Regions from separate parts of the Cricetulus griseus genome. Here region 2 is linked to region 1. Evidence: chromatin contacts called from public Hi-C data. All regions are on one chromosome and are shown on one strand. The core of a region is the stretch at or near the end of the contact, and the rest is flanking DNA. Distances in the headings are between cores, read along the strand shown.

Region 1 (5,407 bases), core at 2,121-4,620:
GGTGCATTGAAATCACCCATTGAAGGTGCTGCAGCACTTGATAGTATATTGTTCTTCCCTGATGGTCTGGATGCTTTTTTGGTGTTTTTTACTTATTTTCCATTCTGTGTGTTAGGCTGGCAGCACGTGGCTTGGGCAGCCCTGCTTTTCTGCCTTTTTGATGCTGCCTCACTCTGTGTGCATTTTTGCTGACCTTCTTTCACTTTAACCAATTCTTTGAAGTACTTATAGCCCTTGCTGTATGGGTAGAAGGCCTTTTTTTTTTTCTTCTTTAATTTTTAAAAAATCACCTATTACTTATTTTTGTGTGTGCATGTCTGCACTTGTGCCACAGGATGTGTGGTCAGGAGATAACTTGTGGGACTTGTTTTCTTTGCCGAATAGGAACTGGGGATTGACTACAGATTGTCTGGCTTGGAAGCATCTGTTGGCTGGCTCTGTCTGTCTGTCTGTCTTTTGAAATGAAACCTCATTATGGCCTGGAACTCATTCTGCAGATTAGGCTGGCCTCGAACTCCACCTGCCTCTGCCTTTCAAATGCTGGGATTAAAGATGTGTGCTACCAACCTTGGTCCTCTTTTTCCCTCTGGTTTCCTTCCTTTCTCTCTTTTTAATGTGTCTGTTCCAACACCCGCAGAAGAGCATTGGATGCCCTGGATTTGGAGTTGCGGGTGGTTTTGAACTGCCTAACGTGCTGCTGGGATGTGCACTTGAGTCGTGTGTGGTCTGACTCTGAACCATCCCTCCAGCCCCTGAAGAGTGGCCTCACATATTGTCTTCTAAGGCGTCTCAGGCTTCCTAGTGTGTTTTGGAACTCTTTATTTCTTGATTGTTTACATATATATTTCCCAAGCACTCTTTATTTCTTCCTCTAGGTCAGTTGAACTCTCCATTGGAAGCTGGCCAGGTCTCATCTGTATTAACTTGCCACTCCTCTGGGGATGGACTGGGAGCTGCAGGCTTGGAGTTGAACTGCAAGTCAATGGGAGAAAACACTATGAAAACTGAACCGGTGTCTCCTCTTGCTGAGGCGCAGGAGGTTTCGACTGTTGAAGGTGTGTGTTTAGAATGAACTTAATTGTGTATACTTTTGTATATGTGTATACTTACTCTTTTACTTAAACTATAAGGTGTGTGTTTGTTTGTTTGTTTTCTGAGACAGGGTTTCTCCGTGTAGCCCTGGCTATCCTGGAACTTGCTCTGTAGGCGAGGCCTGCCTCTGCCTCCTGAGTGCTGGGACTAAAGGTGAGCACCCCAGCCACCACCCAGCTCATTAGTAATATTTTAAGGCCTTCACACCTATACTATAATCTCCACATTAGAGAAGCAGAAGTAGAAGCATTGTCACATGTTCAAGACCAGCCTCATTTAAGTAGAGGGCTCCAGGCTAGCCAAGGTTTCACAGTGAGGCGATCTCAAAAGATACATACATACATACATACATACATACATACATACATACATACATACATACATACATACATACTGGAATAAAAGCCCGAGTGAGTGAGTGAGTGTGTGTGTGTGTGTGTGTGTGTGTGTGTGTGTGTGTGTGTGTGTGTTTCAGACAATCTCACTATGTAGCTCTGGCTGTCCCCTATGTAGACCAGGCTGGCCTATAACTCACAGAGATCTTCCTACCTCTCTCTTCCCAGTGCTGAGATTAAAGATGTACGCCACCATTCCTGGAAAAATTCTTTAATTTAATGCTATGCTCCATTCATTTCTGATTTTGTTACTATATTCTCTTGTGGTAAATTTGACTATCATCAATTTTATTGATCACTTCAAAGAGGTAACCTGGTTAGTTTCTCTATTGTTTTGTCTCTAAAAGATTTGTCCTAGCTTTCTAGGATCTTATAGTTGTTTTAGCCCTGTCATCTTTTCCCCCAGTATGTGTGTGTTTGTGTTTGTATATGTATGGTTGCACATCTACCCATTTAATCAGTAGATGTTAAATGCATGTAAGTTCCAGACCTTATTCTAAACTGTCTTACTTGTGAATGTTCTGTATGTACAGAACATAGATTCATGTGGTTTCTAGATCAGTAGCTCTAACCTCCATAGTCTTGGTGGTTGCTGGTTTATTATAAAGTGAACAGAAAGGCATTTGCCACAGAGCATTAGAAGCCAACAAGTGTTGCAGTTTTAAGTAGGTCTATTTACCATAATGCCTAAAAGAATTGTAGTTTTCACAAACTTAGGTTCTTTAGGCTGTTTGTTTGTTTGAGACTCACTTTGTAGCCCAAGTTGGCTTAGCACTCACTGTGTAGCCCAGGCTATCCCCAAACTCCTAGCCATTCTTCTGTCTCAGCCTCTGAGCGCTAGAATTGCAGGCATAAGTCTCCTGGTTCTGTTTTCTTAAGACTAGTCTTAGATATGTAATCATTCTACTTTGGGAAGTTGTGTCTATAGCCCACTGTATCACCAAGTGGGCTTATCAATTTAAGCCCTCCTGTGTTTTTTTGTCTAACAGAATGGATAATCAAGATGTGAACTCCAGAAGCCCTTAAAATAAATACTGAGAATAGAATGTCCGCACCCCTGTGTGCCTGCTGTGGAGGAACTAAACTCAGAACTCCCTCTCTGAGTCCTCCTGTGTGCCAAAGAGTTCTGGCTGTTCATTTTACAAAGATGAATGGGCATTCTTGGGCTTAGTGTTCTTAACTGCCTCCGGGAGAGAGGTGCGATTTCGGCAGGAGTGGAGGAAGGGTCTTGGAAGGTGCCAGGTAGTCATTTGAAGATGGGCGCAAAGCACTGTGTGGCCCATGAGCCTATCAGGTGTGTGCTTTTTAACTTAACTTAATTGCAGGCTTCCTAAAATAGGTTAAGACCTAACCAGAAAATTGCTGTCAATCTGAGGCCATTTGCTTTGAGGAATTTGTGGAGTTCTTGACTTTGAAGTTAAGTCTAACTTTATAGTAGACAAAGGAGCCCGATAAGTTGCAAGAAGAAGCAACTCATTCAAAACTCTCTGCTTCTATGAATTGCTAGTGTGGTCCCAAATCCTGCCCTCCTGCCGTGTCCCCATCCCACCTGATGAGCTGCTGGGTCACATCTGTGAACACAGGAGAGGAGAGCACAATTGCTGCCTGGAGGGATTTTGTACAATGTAAGGTGCAGGCCCATCTGTTTCCTAGGTGCTTGTTTGTCACAGTCTTGTGTCCACTCTGAATGAGAGGCAGCATGCAGTAGATGATCAGGACTTAAGCCTTTGTAGCTAAAGGGAGACAATTGTCCTAGAAGCAGAATAGTGTTCCTGGGGTTTGTTTTGAAACAAGGGCTCTGTGGGAAATACAGATGATACAGAAAGCTTGCCGGGAGGAAGGCCACTAAAGACTCATGCTCCAGGAATGTGTTATATAAGTGAACAGGAAACGGGCTGAGATGTCAGCAGAACAGCCACAGGGAGCAGGGGCTGCTAGATGCAGCATAGTTACTGGGTAGTGACTGTTCTATAGGTTACCGCCGCAGCTTTGGTGTTCCCAAACCTAGATGGAGTCATGTCTGTGTGAGAGACTCCTAGGCAGCAGTTGCAGCTGGCATAAACAACATGTCAGAGAAGGCTGGCAGCTGGGCCTCCCAAAGCTCAGCCCAGGCACCTGGGGCAACACTGCCATCTTATGGAATGGATGTTTAGTGCTTTCTCTTGGTGTATATTTGTGTAGAAATTGATATTCTGTGGGAGAGCTGGGAAATGTTCACTGGGACCAGGCGCATGGAGGTCAACAGACATCTTTATGACTCACTCACTCTCTTTTACCTTTTACGTGGGTTTTGGGAATCAAAATCACACAGTCAACATAGACAGCAGGCACCTTTACTCACTGAGCTGTCTCGTTGGCCCTCAAAATACTTATCTTATATATTTTTCCTGAGCACACACATACACATGTGTACATATGTGAACATATATGTATGTATTATCTTTTTTCTTAGTGATAAGGACTGAACCATAGATTCACCCTACTGAGTACATAGTCTGTTACTGAGCTACGTGCCTGGTTATGCCTTCTTTTCTCCTGCGGTGCTAGACTGAGCTCAGGGCTTTGTGCAAATCAAGTAAGGGGTTATACCCCTGAGTTATACCCTCAACCCTGAGTATATTGTTAAGTGAGTCTAATTTGAAATTATCTCAGGCCCATGAAAATGTTGTAAATATAGTACAGAGAAGAGGAGCATGGTGGCTCACACATGTAATCCCCCCATTTGTGAGGCTGAGGATGGAGGGTCACTGTGAGTTTGAGACTACCCTGGGCTACCCAGTTAGTTCAAAGTCAGCCTGGGCTACAGGTTTGTTCAAGGCCGATATGGGACACAGAGTGAAATTCTGTCTCAACAACAACAGTTAGTAGGTAGAATTTCCGTAACTGTCTCTTATGTGGGGGAACGTGATGAAGCAACGCCGGATAGGACAGGAGGTGGTACAGGCATTAAAGGAGTGTTGCTTTAGAGTTTCTCAACAGGCGCGCGCGCGCACACACACACACACACACACACACACACACACACACACACACACACACACACACACACACACACACACACACACACACACACACACACACACCATATATATATACTCCCTGTTCATCTGCTTTCTTCAGTTTGCCAGGTACTGGTATTGCAAGCAGCTGTCACTACACTCAAGTCACTGTTTTTTGAGACAGGGTTTCTCTGTGTAACGGCCTCAGCTATCCTAGAACTTGGTTGGTAGACCAGGCTGGCCTCCAACTCAGAGATCCGCCTACCTCTGCCTCTTGGGATTAAAATGCTAGGATTAAAGGTGTGTGCCACCATGCCTAGCCCAAATTAATTAATTTTGAGACAGGGTTCCTTGTATCCTAGATTGGCCTGGAATTTGCTGGATAGGTGAGGACATCTTCAACTCCTGATCCTCCTGTCTCCACTTCCAGAGTGCTGGGATTGTAGGCCACCAAACTTGGTGTATTCAGGGTTGGGGGCTGGAGCTAAGGCTTTGTACAAAGCAGCCAGGCCTTCTGTCAGCTGAGCTAGATCTTCTGCCACCCTTAATAATTAATTTTAGACAGGGTCTTACTCTGCAGTCCAGGTAGTCCTTAAACTCACAGCAGTCCTCCTGCCTTAGCCTCTGAGTGCTGGAATTATAGGCTTGACCCATTACACCTTGCTCTTTGGTTGTATTCTTATTATTTGTTGTTTTCAGTTGTAAGCTTGAGTGGGGTCATTCACATGTATGTAGTAGCAGCTTGCCATTGTCACCTAACAGTATATGTTGAGGTCAAACAGGTTAGTAAATGCTGACCTACCTCATTCTTTGCCCTTTACTTTGTCTTTCTTTTTTTGGATGGAGTCTTGTGTGGCCCAGCCTGGCAGCCTGGCTTTGAGCTCACTTTGTACATGAGGATGGACTCCCAATCCTGCTGCC
Region 2 (4,990 bases), core at 1,475-3,974, 84 kb before region 1:
ATTTCAAGTTGTCAAAGGGTAAAGGGAATAGGAATAAGAAAATACAAGACAATTTTAAAACTAATTACTTATTTAGTCTAACATGGAAGGCTATAAAAAAAATTTAGATGGTATATGTTTAACCACTTTGTTGCTAATAATTAAGTCATCAAGAAACAAAAAATTAAAATCTTTCCACATTAACATGTTATATTTTACTTTCTTACATTGTTTAGATAATAAATAAGTTAACCAGAGTTACAAAACGTTGAAGTGGTTATTATTTTTATGAAACATGAAGTCACTGAGTTTTATTCCATGTGCTATTGTCCCTTTTGTCGGTACCATGGCTCTATTTCTGCCTAAGCCCCAAGTGGCCATGCTAGCAGCCAGCCACTATCGATTTCCTGTGACCGATGCCATTCCTGAGATCTTCGCCCATTTCCGCTGGAGGGTTGGGACTGTAAGAGCTTGATGCCACCTCTGTCACACATCTCGCCCTGAAGCAAACAGGGATTCACACTGCTTTAGTAATGTTGACTCCCAAGAACCCAAGAAAAGTTAATTAATAATTCACCAGTCCAGCCTAAACATTTCCTACTTCCATACCTGTTTACATGGAATTACATCCACGTTAAACTAAGACAAGAAACATTAAAAACAGCAAACACGTCTTCAAGAGTCTAGCATTATAAATTATACTATTTTATAACTATCAGAATTCATCCAAAAGGAACCACATGGTCGTGCTACACTCCAAAACAAATGTATTATTTTAAATGGTTTAAGCGCAATGTTTATTTCAAAGTTTGAACACATCAGCTACGTAGTATATCTGCTAAGTTACAGAGGCTAAGGTTTGTGACACCAGTGATAATGCATGCATACTGCTATTTTCACCACCAAGTGGGGGAAGAAGGAAGAGTGTTTACTTTTACTCTGATACTGAAACGGGTCATATTGTATTACTAATCAAAATAACTCCTTTGTAGTTTTTAGTGTGAAATACTTCGGCAGGGCCTAATTAAAAACAAAATACTATGGAGAACAGTAAAACAGTCATCAAGTGACTCTAATTTGTGACATTGCCTCTTGCCTTTTGTTTTGGTGGTTTTATATTGTTTTGTTTTGGTTTCTGCTAATGTCTATTCAGGGATCCAAGAATTTCAGTAATTATTAACTGAAAAGCAGATCAGCACCTGCCTGTTTTAAGGTTACTATCGCCAGCCTTGTATCTATTTATATAAAATAAATTTTAAATCTCACCCATTTCTTCTTTAAAGACTCGTAAGATTTACTTGCCACAGACTGGTTATGATTTATTCTTGGACCCCTGCTATTTTCCCAAACCACTACATTCACCTTTTTTGCTATACCAAACTGGAGCTGGTAATTCTTAGTTGAGTCATTTTACCTAGGGGACCACGGTACAGCGATAAGTCACTCAATTACTACCTTATGATTGACAGTTCACACTGGAATCAAAGGTGAATTCATGGGAGTAGAGGTGAGATATCGTTAGGCAAGTCTACAAAGAGAGATAGATGGGCATTTATTCATCACGCTGAAGTGAAACTACTGCACAATATTATTACATCAATAGCATATATTTACTTTTGTAAGTTACACGTAATGCATCTCTGATAAGATAATCAAGAGGGCTCCGGGAAGGTTAGTTTACATTTCAGCAGTAGTTTCGTGAATAATGCTAAATTAAGAAACATATTAAAGCTCACTGGCATGTTTTTCTCACCTTCTTGTAAGGGGCCTCAAGCATCGCCTCAATATCAATATCGTCTGCCATTTTCTCTACACGCCTAGGGAAGAACAAGACAGTCCTGTTAAGTAAACAACGACTAATTCGTCTAAAAACACTCGACTCCTCGGCCTAAAAAAAAAAAAAATTCAGATTTTTGAGAAAAGTCCTTAGTTTAAAAAAAAAGCCCGACAACGACTAAAACTGCGCGACGCACGTCAACAACCAGAGGCTTGACGTGGGCGAGCAAACGCGAAGGGCTCCTCCTTCCAGCAAACGCACGGGCCGAGCCCCGCGTCTCATCGCGCAGGGCGGCCCCTGGGCCCCCGAGGCCCGACCGCAGCGGCGTACGGAGCGCACCCGGGGCTTCCTTCCGCACAAAACCCGCGCTGCCATCTTAGCGGCGGGGAGCGCCCTCCGCGGGGAGGGGTTGTGTACCGAGGCGGCGTTCGGCAGGCGCCATGTTGGAGGTCGCGACCAGCCCCGGCCTGCGAAGGGCAGACCCGTCCGCCCGCGGTGCCCTGGCCGCCACCCGAAGCCCAGCGGCGGACACGAGCCCGCCGCCCGCCCGCCTGCCCTCCCCGCCTGCCCTCGCCCACCAGCCCCGGCCGCGCGCCGCGAAACGCCGCCCCGCAGCGACAGGACGAGGGCGGCCGCGGGCGGCGCCACGCCGCGTACCTGTGCGGGCTTCCGCGCGCCTGTGCTCGGTTCGGGAGGCCGCCGCCGCCGCCGCCGCCGCCGCTACTGTTAAGCCCCTAGGCCCAGGCCGCGGTACCGCCCAACCCGAATATCGGGCCCCGAGGGCGTCTAGGCCCAAGCGAATCTAAAAGAAACAATGGGATTAAAGGAGCCCGCGCGGGAGAGCAGGGCAGCGGCTTCGGCAGCTCGGGATCCACCCCTGCGACAGCGTCCGTCGGCTGGCTCCCTGAAATGGCGGCCGCTGCTCCTCCGTACTCACATTCACCAACACACATACACACACACAAACACCCGGGGTCTCCCGGAGCCTCAGCACGGGCTCTCGCGAGAAACTGCCCGGCGTTCCAGACTGCAGGGGAGGGGGGACGAAATATCGCGAGATCTCGGGACGGCCGACACACCACCCCCACCCCCCCACCACCCCGGCGACGGTCGCCCAATCTCGTGCAATGATTGCGCCACAGACGAGCCCATTTCCCCTCCCCCTCCCGCTCGGGAAGGCCTCTCGGACTCCCACACCAGGTATGCGTCGGAATCTCGCGATGCTACGCCGTCGGTAGGGCGGAGGCAGTTGGGGCTCCGGCCGTCAATCTCGGGGAGAATGCCTTGCTTGCTTCGCTGTCACCCGCCGGTGTCGCCTCCTCGCGGGTGTGGACGCCCACCCCCCCCGCCCCCGCCTCCACCCAGGTGGCCGTCAAGGTCGCCATGAGGCGCCTATGACAGAACGTAGGGCCGCGGGGTGAGCGTTCGTGAGGACGCGCGCAGGCTGCGCCCGAGTGGGGAATAAAGACTTCCGTGTCCCTGTCCTCTGGTGTCGCCGCTGAGAGGCGACCGCCGTGCTGAAGCCACGGAAAACACCGGGACCCTGACGAGGGCGGGCGGGGAGGGAAGAAGTGCTTCTTCCCTCCTCTCCGGTTCCCTCACCGCGGGCGGCCTTGTACACCCTGAGTTCAGTGGGCTGTGCGTCAGGATTGAGGCTTTCTTGGATTTTGGCTGTCCACGTGTAAATTTACCGCTTTTTTAATCTGTTTTTTCCTGGAGTTTTTTTTTGCGGGGGGGGGGCGTTAATACTGTCGCAGAGGAAAAGCTGCGAGGTCATTGTAACTTTTGTTTCCCCCTTTCATAGGAAAGCAAACGTTTAAAAATAAAATGTGAAACCAATTTTGAACCCTGTCAGCAGCTTGAGGGTCTAAAAGAGTCACAGTGTGAACACCTTGATTGGTGTGTAGCTTCTGCAACGCTGTGTGACCTTGGGCGAGTCAATTAAGCTCTCGGGGCGTATATTTCACTTCCTCCTCATAAAGAAGGAGGGAGAATATTGTAATTAGTAGCAAGGGAAAGCTTGACACTGACCACCAAGGCTGCAAATGTTGATGGAATGAATTCCAGGTTTAGCAGGGAATGTCTATCCAGGTGAACTCCATGAAACGAATGAAGGCTCATTAGGAGAAGGGGTGAGGAATAAGCGACATGATGACTGAAATGCTGGAAAAATAATATTTTCATCATTGAAAACTTCTAGGGCTGACAATGCAGCTCTGTTGGCATATTGCTTACCTAGCATGCCTGATGGAGCATGTCTGTAATTCCAGCACTCAGAAAACAGGCAGGGGCCTCTTTGTGAACATGAGATCAGCCTACTGTGGGGAGCTCCAGGCCAGCCAGAACTACAAACAAGACCTAGAGGACATGTAACCATAAAGAGACTCAACACTCAGGAGGCAGAGGCAGGCAGACCTCTGTGAGTCTGAGTCCAGCCTGGTCTACAAAGCAAGTACCCTGACAGCCAGAACTACAAAGAGAAACCTTGTCTGGAAGAAGAGGAGGGGCAGGTGAGGGGATGGGAGGTTGGGGGGAGACTTGCTTTCTCTCTCAGACTTTATAGACTGCCTAAGATCCGGGATAGCTCCAACTGAAAACCTACACTTCCCAACTTCCCACCCAGTAAGGGGCCCTAGTCCTTCCTGCAGGCATTTTGACCATGGGGTGGAGGCAGACAGAGGTGGCCCTTACCATGAATGAGGATGGTCTTGCCCTCTGTTCTCTTTAGAGCTGTCCTTAACAATCCTGTCCTGGGATGACAAATCAAGGACAACCTGTGACACCTAGTGAAAGCCTATGAAAAGGACAAAAGGGGAGCTGGAGAGAAGGTAGTTAAGGTCACTGACTGCTCTTGCAGGGGACTGGGTTTTGATTCCCAGACTTCATATACAAACTAGAGTTTGAGAGGATCTCTAGCCCAGTGGTGGAGGCGCACACCTTTAATCCCAGCAGTACACCCCTATTCCCGAGGCAGATCTCTGTAAGTTCAAAGCCAGCCTGGTCTACAGAGATAGTTCCAGGACAGCCTCCAAAGCCACAGAGAAATCCTGTCTCAAATAAATAATAAGTATGCTGGATCTGTATATGCTATGGTTTAATCTACAGTACACTTTAAATACTTTTCTACTTTCAACTTTCAGGCAGAAGTATATTTTCTTGTTTTCATTTGTTTTTTTTTTGTTTTGTTTTGTTTTGTTTGGTTTTTCGAGACAAGGTTTCTCTGTGGCTTCAGAG

The links. Hi-C and Micro-C count contacts between places; a contact is called where the count stands out from the background.
Region 2: a Hi-C map of the CHO-K1 cell line shows a contact between it and region 1, with 4 times the contacts expected there. The contact joins the promoter of Rbm39 here to the enhancer-like site in region 1. A contact is called at or near these places in 5 of 8 Hi-C or Micro-C datasets (the CHL-YN cell line, the CHO-K1 cell line, the CHO-S cell line and 1 more).

What each region holds. Positions count from the first base shown.
Region 1 is chr6:23,318,229-23,323,635 of CriGri-PICRH-1.0, reverse strand. It overlaps Phf20 (PHD finger protein 20), which reads left to right. Exons shown (of 16, transcript XM_027421324.2): 7 at 876-1,055. Among named protein-coding and RNA genes, the nearest start is that of Scand1, 32 kb to the right of the region's middle. Within about 2 kb of position 3,370, at least 2 of the 6 cell types and tissues checked have open chromatin away from gene starts, as enhancers often do. A contact at or near this core is called in the CHO-K1 cell line and fibroblasts, where this site is marked.
Region 2 is chr6:23,401,867-23,406,856 of CriGri-PICRH-1.0, reverse strand. Rbm39 (RNA-binding protein 39) reads right to left here and starts at 2,724. Exons shown (of 17, transcript XM_027421326.2): 1 at 2,414-2,724; 2 at 1,733-1,796. The coding sequence starts at 1,783. LOC118239063 (a long non-coding RNA gene) reads left to right here and starts at 2,855. Exons shown (of 3, transcript XR_004770504.1): 1 at 2,855-2,956; 2 at 4,027-4,266.